Linked DNA regions of Sus scrofa: region 2 is linked to region 1. Evidence: chromatin contacts called from public HiChIP or PLAC-seq data. All regions are on one chromosome and are shown on one strand. Each heading gives the region's core, a stretch centred on a gene start, on an enhancer-like site or on the middle of the called end of the contact. The rest is flanking DNA. Distances are from core to core; before and after follow the strand shown.

Region 1 (3,393 bases), core at 371-2,870:
GGCCTGGAGAAAGAGTATTTTCAAAACCTATTAGGATGTCTGCAATCTACCTTGAAATGCACTTAAAAAAAAAAGAGTTGAAAGATAAAAACACCTGATAAAGTAAGGTTAGTAAAATGTTGATGATGGGCACACAAATGTTCACTGTACCATTCTGTCAACTTCGCTGAAAACCACTAAAGGAAAACACGGTTGGAAAGCTGACCTAGGTTTTCTGAGCGGATCCTGACCCAAGGGCCTAATCGAAGTTCATGGAAACACTACACTCTGTGCAGCGACCTTTTCTAACAAGAATCGTCATCTCCGGGACTGCTTATGACACCAGGGTGCCCGCAGCCCTCTGCCTCAAACCCCACAGAAAGAAGCCGCTACGGGTCTCAGGTCTCCCCGATGCAGCCTAGGTTACTGCAGACACACTAACTAGTCTCCTTGCTTTCTGCTTAGTTCTCCTCTAACCCACCCAACACTGTCCCGCCAGGGAAGAGCCCTCGCCCCAGGCCGAGCTCTCGCCCAGGAGGGGGTCCTTGCCCCGCCCCTCCCCTTGCCCTGTTCCCCCCTCCCTTTGCCCTGTCCCCCCTCCCCTTGCCCTGACCCCCACCCTTGCCCTGTCCCTCCCCTCCCTTGCCCTGTCCCCCGCCCGCCGGCCAGGTCTGCAGCCTCACCTGAAGGATCTTGCAAGCGCACAGAGCGTCCACGTCCGAGGCCACGAAGAGAAGGACCCTCTACCGGGGGGGAGGGGGGGAGCGAGTTTGCCGAGCGTTTATACACGAATCCCGGCCCCTCCCGCCCCCCACGGCCACACCCCCTCAGCCCTTCCCCGACAAGGCCTCGGGCGCCCAAGGCAGGGATCACCTGACTCTGGACCACCTCGTAGAATTCCTTGCGGAAATCGGACACGAACATGGCCACGGCGGCGGGATAGCCCGAACGCGCGCGGGGACCGAGAGCCCGGAAACCGTCAAGACTCCCGCCAAATCAGGGCTCTTTCGATTGGCCCAGGGACAAACCAGCGACCCTCGGCTCCCAGACTTTTCTCCTTTCTGATTGGCCTGTTTGGAGGGCGGGCACTAGCGCTCCGCCGTTCACGGCTGGAAGACTTCGGCCTGCCCCAAAGGGGCATCTGCCACAGGCTGGACGCGCTGGTGGTTGCGCATGTTAACGCTGACTCCGTTTAACTGGAAACCCGACGCTCGGTGTTTATCTTTACTTTGGGAAGAAAAGCCTACTGCCCCTCACTGAGACCTCTAGAAAAAAGAAACCTTCCCTCTGCAAATTAAATTCGTGTGTACATCAAAGAGTGCTTCCGTTTAGGATTTCAATTGGCTCGCGGCCTGGTTCAAGGGCGGAAGGGTGTCTTACTTCCGCCCGAGTCTTGGATGGCCGCGGCAGACGCCGGAGGTCTGCGTGCATTCTGGGTAACTTAAGCGGAAGGGGCGTTAATCCCATCAAACTCTTCTGGAGGGGGCACTGTCAAACTGCAGTTTAAAATAATCATGAAAGGTAGTCTAGAGTGCACATGTTAGGAAGGAAGGGGTATTTAAGCGCTCACTCAAGGAAACCTTGTACCCTGGCGCCTTTGCCTTTGTCCCTTGACCCAGCTGCGCCCTCCTCGCGCGCCTCTCCCGGAAGTGTAGGTGCGGTATTTCCGGTGAGTCCCGGATGTCCGCGCGAGGCGGCGGCGGTAGCGGCGGCTGTGAGGAGAAGTCGGCTTCCACCGCAACGTTCTTTGGCAAAGCGCACCTGCTAGGCCGAGGGGTCCACCATGGTGAGTGGCGGGGCAGGCTGGGGTCGGGGCCGGGGGCGGGGCGGGAGCTCGGCGAGCGAACGTGCAGCCGAGGAGGTGCCGACTCACCGGCCTGAGCCTTCCGCGGGCGCCTTCGCCCTCCGTTTCGAGGCTCTAGACCTGTGACGGCTTCCCTCAAACGAGCCCTGGATGGACTGGTAGGCTGAGGGGCAAGGGCGCGGGCGCTCGGGGCCCGTCCCCCAACTGAGCCCTGCCGGCTTGCGACGCCGCCACGCTGCCCGTGGCTCCCCTGGCCCTCTTACCTCTCAGTCCTGGGCCCCAGCGATGCCTCTGGAGGCGGGGGCGAGGTGTAGAGGCTGGGGGAGTGAGACTTGGAAGTCAGGCCTGGCTGTACCGCTGTTTGTCACCAGAGGGTCGCGCGTTTGCTTTGTCAAGAGTTTAAGCTGAGTGCGTCAGTGCCCAGTCCACCGAACAAGCGAGTATCCTCGTGCTCTGGGCTGAGCGCTCCGCGTCGGGATCATAAGGGGAAGGTTGAGGGCAGGTTGGGACCCGGTGTTCAACACCTTGTGTACGCGGTCCTTTTTGTGTTGCACCCAGAAGAAAGGGCTTAGAGGTGGGGTTCGAGTGACGAGGCGCCCACTCACCCAGAAGCAGAAGCGCCGTGTATTTGTTATGCCTCTGGCCATGATTTTGTTGAACTGAGTTCTGTTTTTTTTTTTTCCTCCCCCCTTTTTTTGTCTTTTTGTCTTTTCTAGGGCCGCTCCCGCGGCATATGGAGGTTCCCAGGCCAGGGGTCTGTTCGGAGCTGTAGTCTCTGGCATAGGCCACAGCCACAGCAACATGGGATCTGAGCTGCGTCTGCGACCTACACCACAGCTCACGGCAACGCTGGATCCTTAACCCACTGAGCAAGGCCAGGGGTTGAACCCACAACCTCATGGTTCCTAGTTGGATTTGTTAACCACTGAGCCACGACGGGAACTCCAGTTTGTACATTTTTAAGTGTAAAGTTTAGTGGTGTTAAGTACATTCACATTGTTGCATAGTAGATCTACAGAACTTTTTTATCTTGAAAAATTGAAACTCTGTCCCCATTAAACAATTCCTCTTCCCCCAGCCCCTGGCAACCACCACCACCATTTTTTTCCTCTCTGCGAATTTGACTTACTCTAAGTACCTCATGTAAATAGAATCACGCAGTATTTGTCCTTTTGTGTTTGGCCTATTACACTGAGCAGAATGTCCTCAGAGTTCATTACCGTTAGAGCAAATGTTGGAACTTCCTTCCTCTTTAGAGCCAAACAATATTCCATTGTATGGATGGACCACGTTTTCTTTCTTCATTCATTTGTCGATGGGTGTTTGGATTGTTTCCAGCTCTTTGCTCTTGTAAATAGCCCTCCTGTGACTGTCAGTGTACAAATACATATTTTCAAGACCCAGCTTCTCATTGTTTTGGATTTATACCCTATTGTGCAATTTCATATTCTTTCTTTTTGAAATGTCACAGTAATTGCAGTACTTCAAGAAGACTCTAGGTTGCTGGGCAACACATTTTCTGAGTCTTGTCATAATCTATAGTTCAGAGCTGGGGTCTTAGCATTGTGGTGGTACTGATACCAGAAAGACGATACCGGAATCCAAGTTCT
Region 2 (3,277 bases), core at 208-2,707, 110 kb before region 1:
TTTCTCTCTCTCTCTCTCTTTTTTTTTTTTGTTTGTTTTTTGGGGCTGCACCTGCGGCATACATATGGAGGTTCCCAGGCCAGGGGTCCAATTGGAGTTGTAGGTGCCTGCCTACGCCAGAGCCACAGCAATACCAGATCCGAGCTGTGTCTTCAACCTACACCACAGCTCATGGCGACACAGGATCCTTAACTCACTGAGCGAGGCCAAGGATCAAACCTGCATCCTCATGGATGCTAGTCAGATTCATTAACCACTGAACCATGACAGGAACTCCTCTCTTTATTTTTTTAATGTGGCTCCCAGAAAATTTTTATCCGGCATGTAGCTTGCATTGATCTGGAAAATTCAGGAACAGACCCAAGCTCCTCTGGAGACTTAGTATTTGCAAAAGGCGAGGGAAAGTGGGTTTTCTGAACAAAAGTGGGGTGGGAAAACAGGGAAGCCATCTAGAAACAGGTGTGATCAGATGCAACCCTCACTCCTTTAGAAAGCTAAGCTGCAAATGGACCAAACCTCAGAAGCAGTCAACGAAAACACACAGGTGATAACAGCAGAGATATGAATTCCCTGGGTGAATTCACTGGCAGGAGAGATATGAATTCCCTGAGTGAATTCCCTGGCAGGAGGTGTGTGGGGACTCAAAACTCCACACCCAAGAAAAGACAAGACACAGTTACAGAAAATCACATCACTGCCATGGTAAAGGGAGCATAAAGAAAGAGATGGATCATGACAAGTGGAGAGAGAACATCTGGGGCCTGCGGGCAAAGTCTCAGTAGCCAGGGGGCCAAAGACACAGACAAGGCTGAACACACACCATACACATGGGCCGGGTGCCCAGGTTAACTCACACCAGGGGTCCCAGGGGGCGGGTGACATCTAGTGAGACTGCATATCCCTTCCGCTGGGATCTGTGTCCCGGCCTCCAGGAATGTGCCACAGTGCGAAGACTGGGCATTACAAGCATGGGCACAGTCTAGAACTGCTGAGCAGCAGCCTGGGGGTGCCTTGAGGCCTGGGTTCTGGGGGATAAAATGAGCCAGCACCCCCATCTCCAAAAAAAGAGGGGTGGAGGTGAGGAGTGGAACTGCCCCTCCCTGATGGAGCACCAGCGAGCCTGGAGGACGGGAAGGGCTGAGAGGCAGCCAAAGTGCCAGGGGCCTGAGCAGTAGGGGGGGAGAGGGGGGAGGGCAGGCAGGGGCAGGCTCAAGAGGTCAAGACCCCCACTGTAACTTGCTGAGAGGGACCAGGGCAGTTTTGGGGGTGGCATGGCCAGGCCAGTGTTCTGGAGGAACAATGTGGCAGTGGCAGCGTCCTGGGAGGAAGGGAGTTGGGGTGATGCCTCCCAGCTGGGAGACCACAGCCGGCTGGCCAGGGCCTCAGCATGTGGTTGGAGAGGAGAGGGAAGGGGCCGATGGCAGAAGGAAGGCAGGATGGATGGCGAGATGCAGAGGGAGGTAGTGAAGCAACGTCTGTGGCTGCTCTATTTTGAGAACGATACTGCAGTGGTTTCCACCTTCATTGGCTGTGGCCACAAATTAGAAAGCAAACTGCAAGCTCGGGGGCGCTGTGGCCCTGACGCCCCACCCCTCCACCCTCCTTGGGACCCTGGTCAACCCCTCCTGTGTACACCATCTGCCCAGCTGCACGGCACACAGGGTCCATAGGCACAGGATGTGGCTGCAGTTGGAGTGCTACCCCAAGAGGCAGCAGGTAGGGAGGTGCATGGCTTGCGATGTAGAAAGCACCTCCCAGCCCCCCACCAGGCCCTGCCCCCAGGGCCCCCGCTCCCAGATGTGTGGAAATGGTGGTGTGGTGCAATGCATTTCTTTAGCAGCTATAACCCAAGAGGGAGCCTGGCCCACACTGAGAGCAGACAAATGGGCTCTGGGAGGGAGACCAGCTGACAGCCCACGTAGCCCCTGTGGCTCACCGTCTCTACGGGTCCCTGGTGCCCTTCACCTAGTTTCTCCAAGTGGTAATATCTTGCAGAACTACAGGACATTTCAACCGGATGCCAAAGGTTGGGACAGAGGGTGGTTTATCATCAGGACCCTCCTGTGGCCCTTTCATAGCCACACCCACTTCCCTCCTGCCATCCACAACCAGTCATCAGTTTTCCTTTTTTATAATTTTTTCATTTCAACAGTTTTTAAAATATAAATGGAATCATATGCAGGCAAACCTCCTTTTATTGCACTTCAAAGATATGGCTTTTTTTTTTTTTTTCCTAACCAAATGAAGGTTTGTGGCAAGTCTCTCAGCACCACTTTCCCAACAGTATTTACTCACTTCTCGCCTCTGTGCCACATTTTGGTAATTCTTGCACTACTTCTGTTCTTTTCTTTTTAGGGCCACACCCATGGCATATGGAAGTTCCCAGGCTAGAGGTTGAATTGGAGTTGCAGCTGCTGGCCTACACCACAGCCATAGCAATGCCAGATTGGAGCTGTGTCTGCGACCTACACCACAGCTCATGGCAACACTGGATCCTTAACCCACTGAGTGAGGCCAGGGGTCAAATCCACATCTTCATAGTTACTCATCGGCTTTGTTACCACTGAGCCGCAAGGGGAACTCCAATCCTCGTAATATTTAAAACTTTTTCATTATGGAGTTTCTGTCATGGCTCAGTGGTTAACGAATCCAACTAGGAACCATGAGGTTGCGGGTTCTATCCCTGTCCTCACTCAGTGGCTTAAGGATTTGGCATTGCTGTGAGCTGTGGTGTACGTCGAAGACGCGGTTCGGATACTGTGTTCCTGTGGCTGTGGTATAGGCCAGTGGCAACAGCTCTGATTAGACCCCTAGCCTGGGAACCTCCATATGCCACAGGTGCGGCCCTAGAAAAGACAAAAAAACAAAACAAAACAAAACAAAAAAAACCAAAAACACTTTTTCATTATTATGTTTGTAGGGCCATCTGTTATCAATGACCTCTGATGTTACTACTACAACTTGCTATAGGCTCAGAGGATGGTTAGCACTTTTCAGCAATAAAGTATTTTTAAGTTAAGGTATATACATTGTTTTTTAGACATAGCACTGTTGCATATTAAGAGACTACTGTCTAGTGTAAACCTAACTTTTATTTGCACTGGGAAACCAAAAAAATACATCTGACTCACTCCTCCTGCCCAGGAGCTGGAGTGGGTCTCGCTCCCTCAGAAATCCAAACCTTGTAAAGGAACACTTTGCCCCCACCATATCAATAGGAAGCTCACTCCTTCATCCCACAAGAATCTCTGGGTGCATCTTCCAAGGAGCTGCCTTG

The links. HiChIP or PLAC-seq counts read pairs in DNA pulled down with a chosen protein or histone mark.
Region 2: a contact with region 1 is called in an H3K27ac HiChIP or PLAC-seq map of alveolar macrophages. The contact joins the enhancer-like site here to the promoter of UFD1 in region 1. A contact is called at or near these places in 4 of 5 promoter capture datasets (fetal liver, fetal skeletal muscle and liver), 29 of 47 Hi-C or Micro-C datasets (adipose tissue, alveolar macrophages, blood and 16 more) and 2 of 2 datasets of contacts at active chromatin or transcription factors (alveolar macrophages and skeletal muscle).

What each region holds. Positions count from the first base shown.
Region 1 is chr14:51,131,047-51,134,439 of Sscrofa11.1, reverse strand. UFD1 (ubiquitin fusion degradation protein 1 homolog) reads left to right here and starts at 1,620. Exons shown (of 12, transcript XM_001929622.7): 1 at 1,620-1,765. CDC45 (cell division control protein 45 homolog) reads right to left here and starts at 1,329. Exons shown (of 17, transcript XR_002338936.1): 1 at 853-1,329; 2 at 663-722; 3 at 1-3.
Region 2 is chr14:51,237,626-51,240,902 of Sscrofa11.1, reverse strand. No RefSeq gene overlaps it. Among named protein-coding and RNA genes, the nearest start is that of SEPT5, 14 kb to the left of the region's middle. Within about 2 kb of position 1,457, at least 3 of the 83 cell types and tissues checked have an H3K27ac peak or open chromatin away from gene starts, as enhancers often do. A contact at or near this core is called in alveolar macrophages, where this site is marked.